2 separate regions of the Mus musculus genome follow, and region 2 is linked to region 1. A link is a contact called in public HiChIP or PLAC-seq data. All regions are on one chromosome and are shown on one strand. The core of a region is the stretch at or near the end of the contact, and the rest is flanking DNA. Distances in the headings are between cores, read along the strand shown. Region 1 has its middle 71 kb from the start of Gm33609. Region 2 holds the start of 4930467D21Rik (RIKEN cDNA 4930467D21 gene).

Region 1 (6,009 bases), core at 2,590-5,089:
AGCAAATGAAACCAAATGAGATGAACCGAAGAGTCTCTGCTGCCCCAGATGATGACAGAATACTTTTCACAACACTTTTCTTCCAAACTGTAACAAGTTTACACATAAATTCTCCTCATAGAGTAGGTAATTTTAAAGAGAGGTTATTCCTTCTTCAATATGTGACTACCATGGCTGTAAACCTTAAATTACCCAAAATAACTATTGCTCAGTCATGCTAAAAGGATATATAACTGGTGAATAAAATTCTGTCCATCCTTCTATAACCAAGGAGAGAGAAAGAAGTCCTCTTGGGTAGCATGGCTAAGGTTTTACTTCTATGCAGATTATAATTTAAAATTGACTTCTGAATTTGTTAAGCCTTTTGACCCGTATTCAGAGTGTTGTGAGAGGACTCACGCCAACAAATAACAATACTGTATTTATCAGCAGCCACCTGCAAGGCTTTAGAATTCAGCTGCTGGTTTTTTTTTCCACAGGCCATAGACACTTTTTATCTACCATCGTTGCACACCCAACAGCATTGACTAAGAAAAGAAAGCCAAAGGGTAGATTTCCTGAAAACCACTATTTTTATCGGAACAAAGGAGCAAAGTTTTCTGAATCAGTCTTAAGAAGTACAGATATTGAACATGCTGACAATACTAGTGTTATTCTGAAAGCCACATTACACCCCACCTCACTGGGTCTATTGATTGGAAAGTCGTCCAGAATGAAAGGACATAAAAAAAGGCCAAACTGCTTCGTCTAACAAGGTGCCATCAATAATGCCCACATAGGAGACCATTCTCTGATTTAAGACCTTGTCTCTTCGTGCATCCACTTAAAGCTGTGAGGGGGGAGGAAAGCTCACACACCCAAAGAGAAAGTTAGGAGAAGGCTGTCCAGTTCCTCATACAGCCACTGTCTTCTGGCTTTCCTCCTTAGAGCATTCATTCTCATGGGCAGGGATGAACCAGCGCTCAGTGCCCTATGTATATGAGCACTCCTGTACTTAGATATGCACATGTATATTTATATAAAGAGGAAGCTTTGTTCTGATTTGTACATACATAGGAAAATTTGGGCTTTTTGAAGACATCTTCTTAGGAAGATCAATCAAGGTTGAACACAGCTGGCTTTTGAAAGCTGAGTTTCTAACTGAAAGTTTCCTGCTATTATCTTGACAATCTTATTATTATCAAAGCATTTTAATATTGGGTATGACAAGGAACACTCACTGCAGGGAAGAGTGGGTCAGGATCATTGATGGGAGGGGAACACTAACAATTGTGCCCCCTGTAGCCGCCATAATAATTTAATACTGTCATACTGGGAGGCTTCATTTTGCTTGGCCCACATTGAGCCTCCCAGTATATTGTTTCCTTTTGGCCAACTATCAGGGTCTCCCTTGAACAGCCTGAAAGACTTCAAATGAAGGATCCTGCTGATAATTGCCTAAGGGTAGGATTTTTGTTTTGCCTGAAAGTCGGTAATTTAAGCATTATTCTAAATCAGGCTTCTGGGTTTGGGACAGAATTTATTTCAAGGTTGTATTAAAGTTGTTAGTAGATCAATAATTTTTCTTCCCATTGACTACTTGTCTCCTCCCCACACATAGGGATGACATGTTCACTAAATGGTACAGACTAGCTATATTGGAGCTGCCACACGCCAGCATCCTTTCTGTTTGCTTTGTATTTTAAGGCTGATACTTCTTTTTTTTTTTTCCCTATTGGGCTTAACTCTTTCACCTACATTTCTGCTCAGTATCAGAAAACATTTAAAGCCTTTGTATCCAGGAAGAGGCCAGTTGTTCTTTGTTACAAGGGGAGGTTCTATTCATGGGAATTTTCCTGGTATCTATGCAGAAGATAACTAAGTTCACAGAAGTCTTAAACTCACGAACATTCTAGAAAGGAATTTAGGAGCCCAGTGAATCTTGGAGTAATACAGTATAGAATGTATTTTGAGCAGAATTTGTCTTAGTGTGTGGTGCTGAATGACCTGGAAGATTGTGTTTTTATAACATACACTCCTATGACTAAAAACATTTGTGAGACTCTTATTATAATAAACACTGGGCAACTCTAAAAGAGAAACAGCCAAAAAAAAAAATCGAGTCAAGGTAGATTTCGTTTTTTCTATAGAGCTGATTTAGACAGAGATACAGGATTCATCCTAGGCTGTGGATGCTGACAGAATGATGTCTTAAATTATTGTGAACCGGTCACTCTGTGGTTTTGACTTTCATGGGTTGTCTCCAAGACATATTTTCAAAAGAACAAGAAATATTAGTAGAGCTGTTAGCGATTTGCTACTTTGCTTTGATTTCCTTTCTAAATAGTGGGATGCTCTGACAAAAAATGCCTCACCTCGATTGCTTAAAACGCCATGGCACCATGGGAAGGTGGGTATTTCAATTGCTTTTTTCAACCACTGAATTTATTTTCAGATTTTGTAGTCTTGTCTGTTGATTAGACGTTTTTCCTTTGCATATACCTCTGACCAATTTAACCACTGTGAGCTCAAAAAAGTAGAGCTGGGTCTTAATTTGAAATGTGTCTTTGTGATTTCCATGACCACAGGGGTCTTATCTCTTGCTTTGGAGCCCATGACCTTTGACACAGAGGTCAGAGGTCATAACATGTTCTGCATCTGTTGTCTGCATCTCTCTACTCAGGATGGTGGAAAAAAAGCTGCTTGGAACAGCCTTCATTTCCAAGTTGGGTTGACAGAACATTTGCATTCTTGTTACTGGTATTCGAACGTGGCATTCCCAGTGGAGAGAACAGACTCATTAGGAAACAAGTCCTGGTGGTTAATGTGACCATTATCATAAAAACAAATGATGTAGTTCAGGTTCAGGAACAGACTGTCAAGATAAACACCCTCTCCATACATATGTCAAACCAAAGAACAGCACGCAAGTAAGATCGTGAGGTAAATTCTTTCCTCTCAGTTATGGTAATACTGAGGTAAACATGTACCTAGGTGCTCCCCCCGCCCCCGCCCCCGCCCCCTCCCCCAGTTATCTAATTACTGCTAAAAACTGAGGTAGGAAATAGACTCACGTTCTACAAGGTATTTGCATTTGGAATTTATCAGCATAGGGTTCTATACCTGGGTCTAAGCCAAGCAAGACAGAAAAACAAGCACAGACATATACTAACACAGGAATTCAGGTAGGCTTAAGGTGATTGGAAAGTTCCAGTAGAGAATTTTATTGGAGAAAGTACAAACAAAAAGTGTTGTAAGTTTCATGCTATCTTTGCTGGCCAGTATGTGAAAGTGCTCATTTAATAAATGATTGCAGTGTACACAGGATGGTTCCCACTCTTTTCCTGAGGGACTTGTGGCTTTGTTGAGATCTCATTTGGTAAGAGTCACAGTTAGTGCCATCTGTCAACTTAATACAACCCAGAGTCACCTGGTATCTTACTTAGGGTTTCCATTGTTGCTAAGAGACTCCATGATCAAGGCACCTCTTATGAAGGACATTTCATTGGGGCTGGCTTACATGTTCAGAGGTCTAGTCCTTTATTGTCATGGCAGGAAGCATGACGGTAAGCAGGCAGACATGATGATGAAGTAAGAGCTGAGGGTTCTACTTCTGGATTGGTAGGCAGCAGAAAAAGAGAACCAGTGGGCCTGGCTTGAGCTTCTGAAAGCATGAAGCCCACCCCCCATTGACACACTTCCATTTACAAGGCCACACCTATTCCAATAAGGCCATAATCTCCCTAGAGTGCCACTCCCAGGTTACAAAACATTCAAGTCTTTGAATCCCTGAAGGCCATTCTTATTCAAACCACTTCACCTGAGAAAAGGAAGCCTCCATGGAGGAATTACCTGCATCAGATTGGCCTGTGGGCATTGTGTGGGGCATTTGCTTATTGATAGGCATTTGAAGGTGTAGCCTACTGTGGAGATCCATTCCTGGGCAGGCGAACCTGTTTTTTTGTTTCTTTTTCTTTTTTTCTCCCTTTCTTTCTTTCTCCCTTTCTCTCTCTCTCTCTCTCTCTCTCTCTCTCTCTCTCTCTCTCTCTCTCTCTCTCTTTCTCTCTCTCTCTCTCTTTCTTTCTCTCTCTCTCTCTCTCCCTTTCTTCTTCCTTCCTTCCTTCCTTCCTTCCTTCCTTCCTTCCTTCCTTCCTTCCTTCCTTTCCCCCCTCTCTTTCTTTCTTTCTTTCTTTAATTAGGAAGCTCACTGAGTAAGCCAGAGGAAACCAGCCAGTAAGCAGTGTTTCTCTGTGCTCTCTGCTTTAGTGCCTCCATCCAGGATCCTGTTAGGGTTCACTCCAGAATGGACTGTAACCTGTAAGATGAAGTAAGCCGTTCCCTCCCTGAGCTGTTTTTGGCCAGTGTTTTATCACCACAACAGAAAGCAAACTAGGACAGTAAGTGTCATCTTACAGAATAAAGTTGGCACAGATATTACAGCTAAAAGATATCACAGTCACCAGTGCCTGGGCTCTGGATCTGACTATTCTGGGCTCAATCCCAGGTCCATCTGGTTAGATCTACCTGTGCCATAGTTTTCCTCACCAAGAGAGATTGTTATAAAGATAGAATAGGTCACTATCTAGACAGTGTCCTCATACTTAGCACATTCCATGTCGTTCCCAGGTATCCATAGGGGGTGTATACTTCAATTGCAGCAGATGCTAAAACCCAGACACAAGTCTCTAAGTGACATGCATTTGCAAATACATCCTCCCGTGTGTGATCACCCCAAGGTTACTTGTAAGATATGATGTCAACATTTGCTCTCTTGTTTTGTTTAATATGACTATAATAATAAGGAAAGGTGGCCTGCGCATTTTCGGTGCAAGGCACAGCTTCCCCTCACATTTCTGAGACGGTTGTCTAAACCTTTCATGTAGAACCCATGGATTATTGGGCCAACTGTAAATCCTTTAGGTCTCTGTGTTTTTTTTTTTTAACTTATCTACAAAGTAGAGAGAGTAATGGTATTTTTAACATAGAAATCTAAGATACTGGATTAATGACATATATAAATAGTGCTTTGAATTGTATCTCGTGTTATATAATTGTTAGTAACTATCATTTTTCGGAATTATAGATGAGATTTTTTTTTCAAACTTCAACTTTGTTCTTTTAGTAAACTTAGTTCACTTAACTTAGGAAGCTAACTTCAAGAGGGAGGATGCTCTGTTTCCATATAATCCTTTTCTTTTTTAAAAAGGAAAACTAAAAGCAAAAAAAAAAAAAAAAAAAAAAAAAGAACCTTTTTAAGGACATATTCCCAACATCTCCACCTGATTTCATGTTGACTTGAGTACATTCTGGTGAACTTGGTGACTTTATGACCCAAAGAGCACAGTTATTAAAGCCCTTTGCGTTTTAGCATAGCATGTCCAATGCTGAGCCTTCACACTACAGGATGTGCATTAATGTAGAAAGGGAAGCTGTGCGGGGAACGTGCCCAAAGGAAGGGAAGACTGGAAACAAGAGAGAAAAACTGAACAAATAAATGTACCCTGGAAACAGAAGGGGGGTATTTGAGGGCACAGGAGACCAGCAAGAGAGGGGACAGGGTAGAGTTGTGGGGCAGGGTGAGCAAGGACAAGACATAATGTCATATAAGTTTGAGGATGTTACAATAAAGGACTGCGAGATGGCTCAGTAATTCAGAGCACTTGCTTTTGCAGAGAATCCTGGCTCTGTTCCCACCACACACAGAGTGGCTCACAACTGCCTATAACGTTGGTTCCAGGGATCTGTTGTATTTGTATCAGCCACACCCATGATGCTCAGATGTGCATGCAGGCAACACACACACACACACACACACACACACGTTAAAAGTAAAGAAAATGTTACAATGGAACTAATTTCATTGTCTGCTGCTCGAGGTTATTACTATGATAACCATACACAACTCAATCATTTACTCAAAAGGCAGTATTAGGATTCTCATGGACATGACACCAAGTATGGACCCTAGGTATGGGCATCTTACTCCAATGAATGTATGGGTTCCATACTGTCACTTGTGACTGGTTAGAA
Region 2 (6,009 bases), core at 1,412-3,911, 190 kb after region 1:
TCAATCTTTTCTGGTATTTTTCTCTTTATCTAATAGATGAGCAGATGTTTTCATTTCTCAGGTCATAAGGGCTTCTGAATTTACTACATCTCAGATGTAGCCTTTTAAAACAACTCTTATTAGCCCTGTTCTCAACTAACAATAATGAAGAGACATAGAGTACCCGAAGTGATCAGTATCTCCTACATCCTTCTAGAGAGATTTTTAAAAGATGTAATGTTTTAAAAAAATCTGTTTATTTAAATAAATTCTTCAGTGATAAAAGTTTTTTTTTTTTTTTTTTTTTTTTTTTTTTTTTTTTTTTTTAAGAAAACACAGTTCTGTGTATAGAACCCAGGCCTTGTGCACTTTAGGTAAGTGACTGTCTGTCTAGTAAGGTTATAAGACAGGTAGGAGTCTGATGACACATCTGTTTTGTTCAGTTTTACCTCTCCCTTTACAGTCTTCCCTTATCTTGGATCAGATGAATCCCACGGAAACTCTAAAACTGCTCTTGGCACATGGACCCTGGAATTACATGACATAATTTTTTTCTGGAAGAACTACTGTGGTATTTTATTAGTACGACTAAGCCTGTTACTAAGACAGTAGCGTTTAAAAAGGTACTTGTTGGTGTGTGTTTTTAATTATTTGTGTGTACTTGTGGGCACATGTGTAGCAAGGTCAGAAGACAATTTTTGGGAGTTGGTTCTTTTCTACCACATGGGTCCCAGGGACTGAGACTTAATCCACCAGGCTTGGCTGCAAGTGCCTGGAGCCCCTGAGCCAGCTCAGCTTTTCTTTTACCTTAAAGATATAGGAATAAAGAAACAAAAATAAGATCTCACTAGCCCAGGATGGTTGCAAACTCAACATCCTCCTAGCTCATAAGAACTGGGATTATAGACATATGCTACTATGTGTGCATTAGTGGCTTCTTAGAATGTTTTTAGCAAGTATAATACTTTGCTCTAAGTTTTTGTGTAAATTTTCACAAATCCCAGAGTGAAAAGACAGCATAAGGAACCCACGAGGAGACATTTCTCGCCTTCAACAGTTTTTACAAGGCTGACGTTCTTATTTTATTTTTAGACCTTTTCTGCAGTCCTTACGATCAAACCCAGGGCCATTCACAGGCTAGATAAACACGCCTCAGCGCCCCACTGCAACCCTTCCCCTTTTAGGCTGTTTATCTTATTTGAATTCCTCATCAGAACTGCTTTTTGTCCCTTTATTTTTGCTGGTGTATATTAATTCAAATTCTACCCATCATATTAGTTAATCTGACTTAAAAAAAAGTATTTTTGTAGGATAATTACTTCATTTTACATTTAACACACTTAATAGAATAGAGTCCACGTCCCAATTTTGACTGGGTGACTAGAGAATGTCGTCTTGGTTTGTTTGAATGAAGATTGCAACAGTACCCCCCCCCCCCATGGTTGTTTGGTTGCTATTATCTTTAGTTTACTAGAAAATTCTTGTGCTTGTTTTGGTGGTAGTGATAGCCAAATCCAGCATGCTAAGCAGGAGCAGGACCACTGAGCTACACCCCCAGCTGCCCATACTCTTTAAAATACTACTTCTTTTCTGGAGAGGCCAGGACATTCTTCTGTCAAATTTCCTATTGCCCTTCATTCCCATTCTGCATTTCGCTGGCTGCATAGTCTATCGTTCAACACATCCTATTTTCTATAAAAAGAAACACTTGTTGGATTTCAACAAGAAATCTTCCTTTTAGCAAGAATGCGGCAAGGGTAACACTGTGGACACCTTCACTGCATTCAGGAAGAAACCTAGCACAAGTACAAAAGGGTGGGACAAGATGGGACTGGGCAGGCCAAGCTATGACTCAAAGGGGTACAGAGGAGGCGGGGCCAAGGAAGAGAATACCTCAGGAAATGCTCTAGGAGATGGAATCCAAGTCCTCTGAGCTGTCCTGGACATCAGTGCTGTCACTGCTGCCACTGTCTTTGCTTGTGGGGTTCTTGGGCAGGCAGGCCTCCCCAGCATCAGGAAGTGTGCCGCCCTGGGTCTCCTCGGAGCCCAGAACCACATATCTGTTCTTCTTCAGCACCAGCTGCCTTCTCAGCTCATCAGTCATCTGAGAGAGATCCCGCTTCATGGCGTAAGCATCTTCACCATCAGCATAGTACTTGGGTTCCACCTCACTGACCTGGAAGTTGAGGGTGTTAGAATACAGGTGCAGGGCCGCCCTGTTGCTCTTCCTGACGTGCAGGGACACGTACTTGGCGCCGAAGTTCTCGATCATCGCCCGTGAGGCCTGGTCCATGAGCTTCTGGGCCAGGCCGAGGCGCCGGTGTGAGCGCTTGACGGCCAGCGAGGTGATGTGCCCGTGGGGAACATCATCGGGGTCCTCCTCCATCTTGGCCAGGACATAGCCCACGATCTTGCCGTCCTCATCCTCGGCGATGTAGGAGAGCTGGGGCCACGACAGGCCATGGTAGAAGTAGTACTTCATCTGGTAGTTCTCCGGCAGGCAGAGCAGGTTGCAGTGCTGCATGTTCATCAGGTCGTCGGGCCGGGCATTGCGGATGTTCATCCTGGCGTCGTTGCCTTGGCAATGGACCTCAGCGGGCCAGGCCGAGCAGAGACCGGTGGCGGGAAGGCCTACGGGCGGAAGGGGCGGGGCTAAGGGCGCTTCCGGAAGTCTGCTGTCCCAGCCCGTGAGGCTTCCTGTTCTCAGGCCTCAGTATGTTCACATTTGGGAAAGGGCGGAGCGAGAGGAGCTGAGTCCTTCTCGGTTTAAAAGGTATGGGACTCATTGCATACCTGCATGTGTGTGCAGTGGTACATGTGCAGGTCAGAGAACTTGTAGAAATCTTATCTTCCAACGTGTGGGTCCCAGGGATTGAACTCAACTTGATGAGCCTTCTATTTGGACTCAGTTTTTTTGGTGTTTTTTTTTTTTTTTTTTTTTTTTTTTTTTTTTTTTTTTATTAGATATTTTCGTTATTTACATTTCAAATGTTATCCCCTTTCCTGGTTTCCCCTCCCACTGCTCCCCAACCCACTCACTCCCGCTTCCTGGCCCTGGCATTCCATTATACTGGGGCATCGCGCCTTCACAGGACTAAGGACCTCTCCTCCCATTGCTACATATACAGCTAGAGCCATGAGTCCCACCATGTGTTTTCTTTGGTTGGTGATTTAGTCCCAGGGAGCTTGGGGGTGGGGTGGGGTACTGGTTAGTTCATATTGTTGTTCCTCCTATAAGGCTGCAAACCCCTTCAGCTCCTTGGGTACTTTCTTTAGCTCCTTCACGGGGAACCCTTTGCTCTGTCCAATGGAATGCTATGAGCATCCACTTTTGTATTTGTCAGGCACTGGCAGAGCCTCTCTGGAAATGGAGTTACAGACAGTTGTGAGCTGCCATATGGTTCTGGGAATTGAACCCAGGTCCTCTGGAAGAGGAGCCAGTGCTCTTAACCATTGACCTAAGAGAGACTCTTGGACTCAGTTTTAGCCTTTTAGTTTGTCCACGTCTGAACAGCCCTATGTAACTAAATAAACCAGATTGTCAATGCCATCATAGGTAGTCTGTTCTCTAATCCTCTGGAGTCCTACCGAGTAGGTCTCATATATAAAAATCACACTGTCCTCATTTTTTGTTTGTGTATTTTTTTTATTCACTACATGTGAGTTTCAGCCATCTTGTTCAGACTGAAGCTTTGCTATAATTTCGTTTGATATTCCATTTTCTAAGTTTTTATTTTTTGTTTGTTTTTTCCAATTCACTGGGAAACTCTACTGTTCATGGCTATTTGTGGTATTTCCAGTTTGGAATAGTATGGAAAGCATGACAGAATGTTGTTGAATATTTATGTACATATTCACCTGGACTGGAGAATGTAATGGTTTTCAAATGTTATAAATATTCCTAAGCAAATTTCCAAATTAAAAAAAAATCTTCTTCATTCTTCTTAGAAATATGTGCCAGGTTACAAAGAATGAGACTACCCCTCCACATGAAGGGTTTGGACAAGGCAAAACCCTTGAGCAAGAGGGTGTGCTCAGAAGAGTGAACACATACAAAAAGCACCTTTGGTTTTTATTCTAATTCTAGGGGAGGCTGTGTCTTTTTCCCATGGCTGGGGGCCTTACAGTCTTACTCAGATGGCTAGTCTGAAAAACAAACAAACAAACAAACAAACAAAAAAACAAAAAAACAAAAACAAACAAACTGGTGCACAGAAAATGAAAGGGGAAGGGACCACTGTTCCAGGACATCAAATTCCTGGACTAGAGCAGAGGACCTGTATATAAATAAAGGTTTTACTGGGTAGAGAAAATTAAAACATTAGCATAAAGGTCTTACAGGTGAGGGAACTAGAAAGAACTTAATTCCTTGTCCTAGATACATGTCTTATAGTATTTGATGAAAAGTCTCATATCTGATATTTCTTACATTGGCAACGCATGTGATTTCTCCATTCTTTTCCTATTATCCATTCTTGTGCAGCAATGGATGTATTGCACTGTGGCATATTTTGCATTTTTCTGGTGACTAGTGACAATGAACACCTGCTTATTATTTGTTCTGTTTCCTTTTTGAGAAGTGGCTGCTTAAGTTTTTGCTTATTTTTTTTTATTGGCCTGTGTTTCTTTTCTTTCTCTCTTTCTTTTTCTTTCCCTTTTTCCCATTTCTTCTCCATCAGTCCCTCCTTCCTTCTTTCCTTTCTTGCTTGCTTTCCTTCCTTTCTTTCCTTCTTGCGCTCTCTCTCTCTCTTCCTTCCCTTTCCTCCCTTTCTATCCCCCTCCCTCCTTCCTGTTTTCCTTCTGTCCATTTTTTTCTTTTTTGAGGCAGGGTCTCTCTTTACATAGCCTTAGCTGTCCTGAAGATCCAGTCAAATTTACTCTAGGAGCCATCAGGGTGTACTCACAATGTAGAGCAGGTTGGCCTTGAACTCACAGAGATCCACCTGCCTCTGCCTCCTGGATGCTGGGATTAAAGGCATGGGCCACCTGCGACATGAATGGCCTGTGTCTCTTCTTTTTTTTTTTTTCCATTTTTTATTAGGTATTTAGCTCATTTACATTTCCAATGCTATACCACAAGTCCCCCATACCCACCCACCCCCACTCCCCTATCCACCCACTCCCCCTTTTTGGCCCTGGCGTTCCCCTGTACTGGGGTATATAAAGTTTGCGTGTCCAATGGGCCTCTCTTTCCAGTGATGGCCGACTAAGCCATCTTTTGATACATATGCAGCTAGAGTCAAGGGCTTCGGGGTACTGGTTAGTTCATAATGTTGTTCCACCTATAGGGTTGCAGATCCCTTTAGCTCCTTGGGTACTTTCTCTAGCTCCTCCATTGGAAGCCCTGTGATCCATCCATTAGCTGACTGTGAGCATCCACTTCTGTGTTTGCTAGGCCCCAGCATAGTCTCACAAGAGACAGCTACATCTGGGTCCTTTCGATAAAATCTTGCTAGTGTATGCAATGGTGTCAGCGTTTGGATGCTGATTATGGGGTCTGTGTCTCTTCTTAAAGGTTGCTTTTCAAGTGTGTGTATTCTGGTTTGACTCCCTTATGGAGCTAGTTATAAGAGTAGTTGCAGTGAATATCATCTTTTCCTGTTTACTGATTTTTTTCAACCTCATCTTTTGTCAGCGTCTCTCCAACTTTTCCACTGAAGAGTGAATCCAGAGCCTCTCTCCCACCAAGATACTGCTGTCTTTCCAGACCTCCTAATGCTAACTTTTTAAACAGACATGAATTGCTTGCTTTTTGAATTTTGTGAGTACCTTTTTGTACTGATTAGAAATTCCATGCCCAGTCTATAGTCATAGTCAGATGTTTTCTTCTGAGACCTTTATTGTTTTATGTCTTATATTTATATTTGCTTCTCTTTGACATTGACTTTTGGTTGTGTTGCCAAACATGTTTGGCATCTTTCTTCTCTAATTTGATATTGCAATTCATTTACTACTTTCTTTTTTTTAAAATCACCATCTTCGCTTCACTGCATTTCAGTGTCACCTTTGCCATAAACATTTGGCACGTTA

Evidence for each region. HiChIP or PLAC-seq counts read pairs in DNA pulled down with a chosen protein or histone mark.
Region 2: a contact with region 1 is called in an H3K27ac HiChIP or PLAC-seq map of embryonic stem cells, with 5 read pairs. The contact joins the promoter of 4930467D21Rik here to the enhancer-like site in region 1. A contact is called at or near these places in 3 of 484 Hi-C or Micro-C datasets (bone marrow-derived macrophages, cerebellar granule neurons and cerebellum), 4 of 115 datasets of contacts at active chromatin or transcription factors (all in embryonic stem cells) and 4 of 9 other capture datasets (adipose tissue, embryonic stem cells, liver and 1 more).

Annotation. Positions count from the first base shown.
Region 1 is chr5:97,200,137-97,206,145 of GRCm38.p6, forward strand. No RefSeq gene overlaps it. Among named protein-coding and RNA genes, the nearest start is that of Gm33609, 71 kb to the left of the region's middle. Within about 2 kb of position 3,840, at least 8 of the 459 cell types and tissues checked have an H3K27ac peak or open chromatin away from gene starts, as enhancers often do. A contact at or near this core is called in cerebellar granule neurons, cerebellum and embryonic stem cells, where this site is marked.
Region 2 is chr5:97,389,756-97,395,764 of GRCm38.p6, forward strand. It overlaps 4930467D21Rik (RIKEN cDNA 4930467D21 gene), which reads left to right and starts at 2,662. Exons shown (of 8, transcript NR_045981.1): 1 at 2,662-2,752; 2 at 5,615-5,740. It overlaps Naa11 (N(alpha)-acetyltransferase 11, NatA catalytic subunit), which reads right to left and starts at 2,575. Exons shown (of 2, transcript NM_001033191.2): 1 at 1,873-2,575. The coding sequence starts at 2,542. The coding sequence ends at 1,886.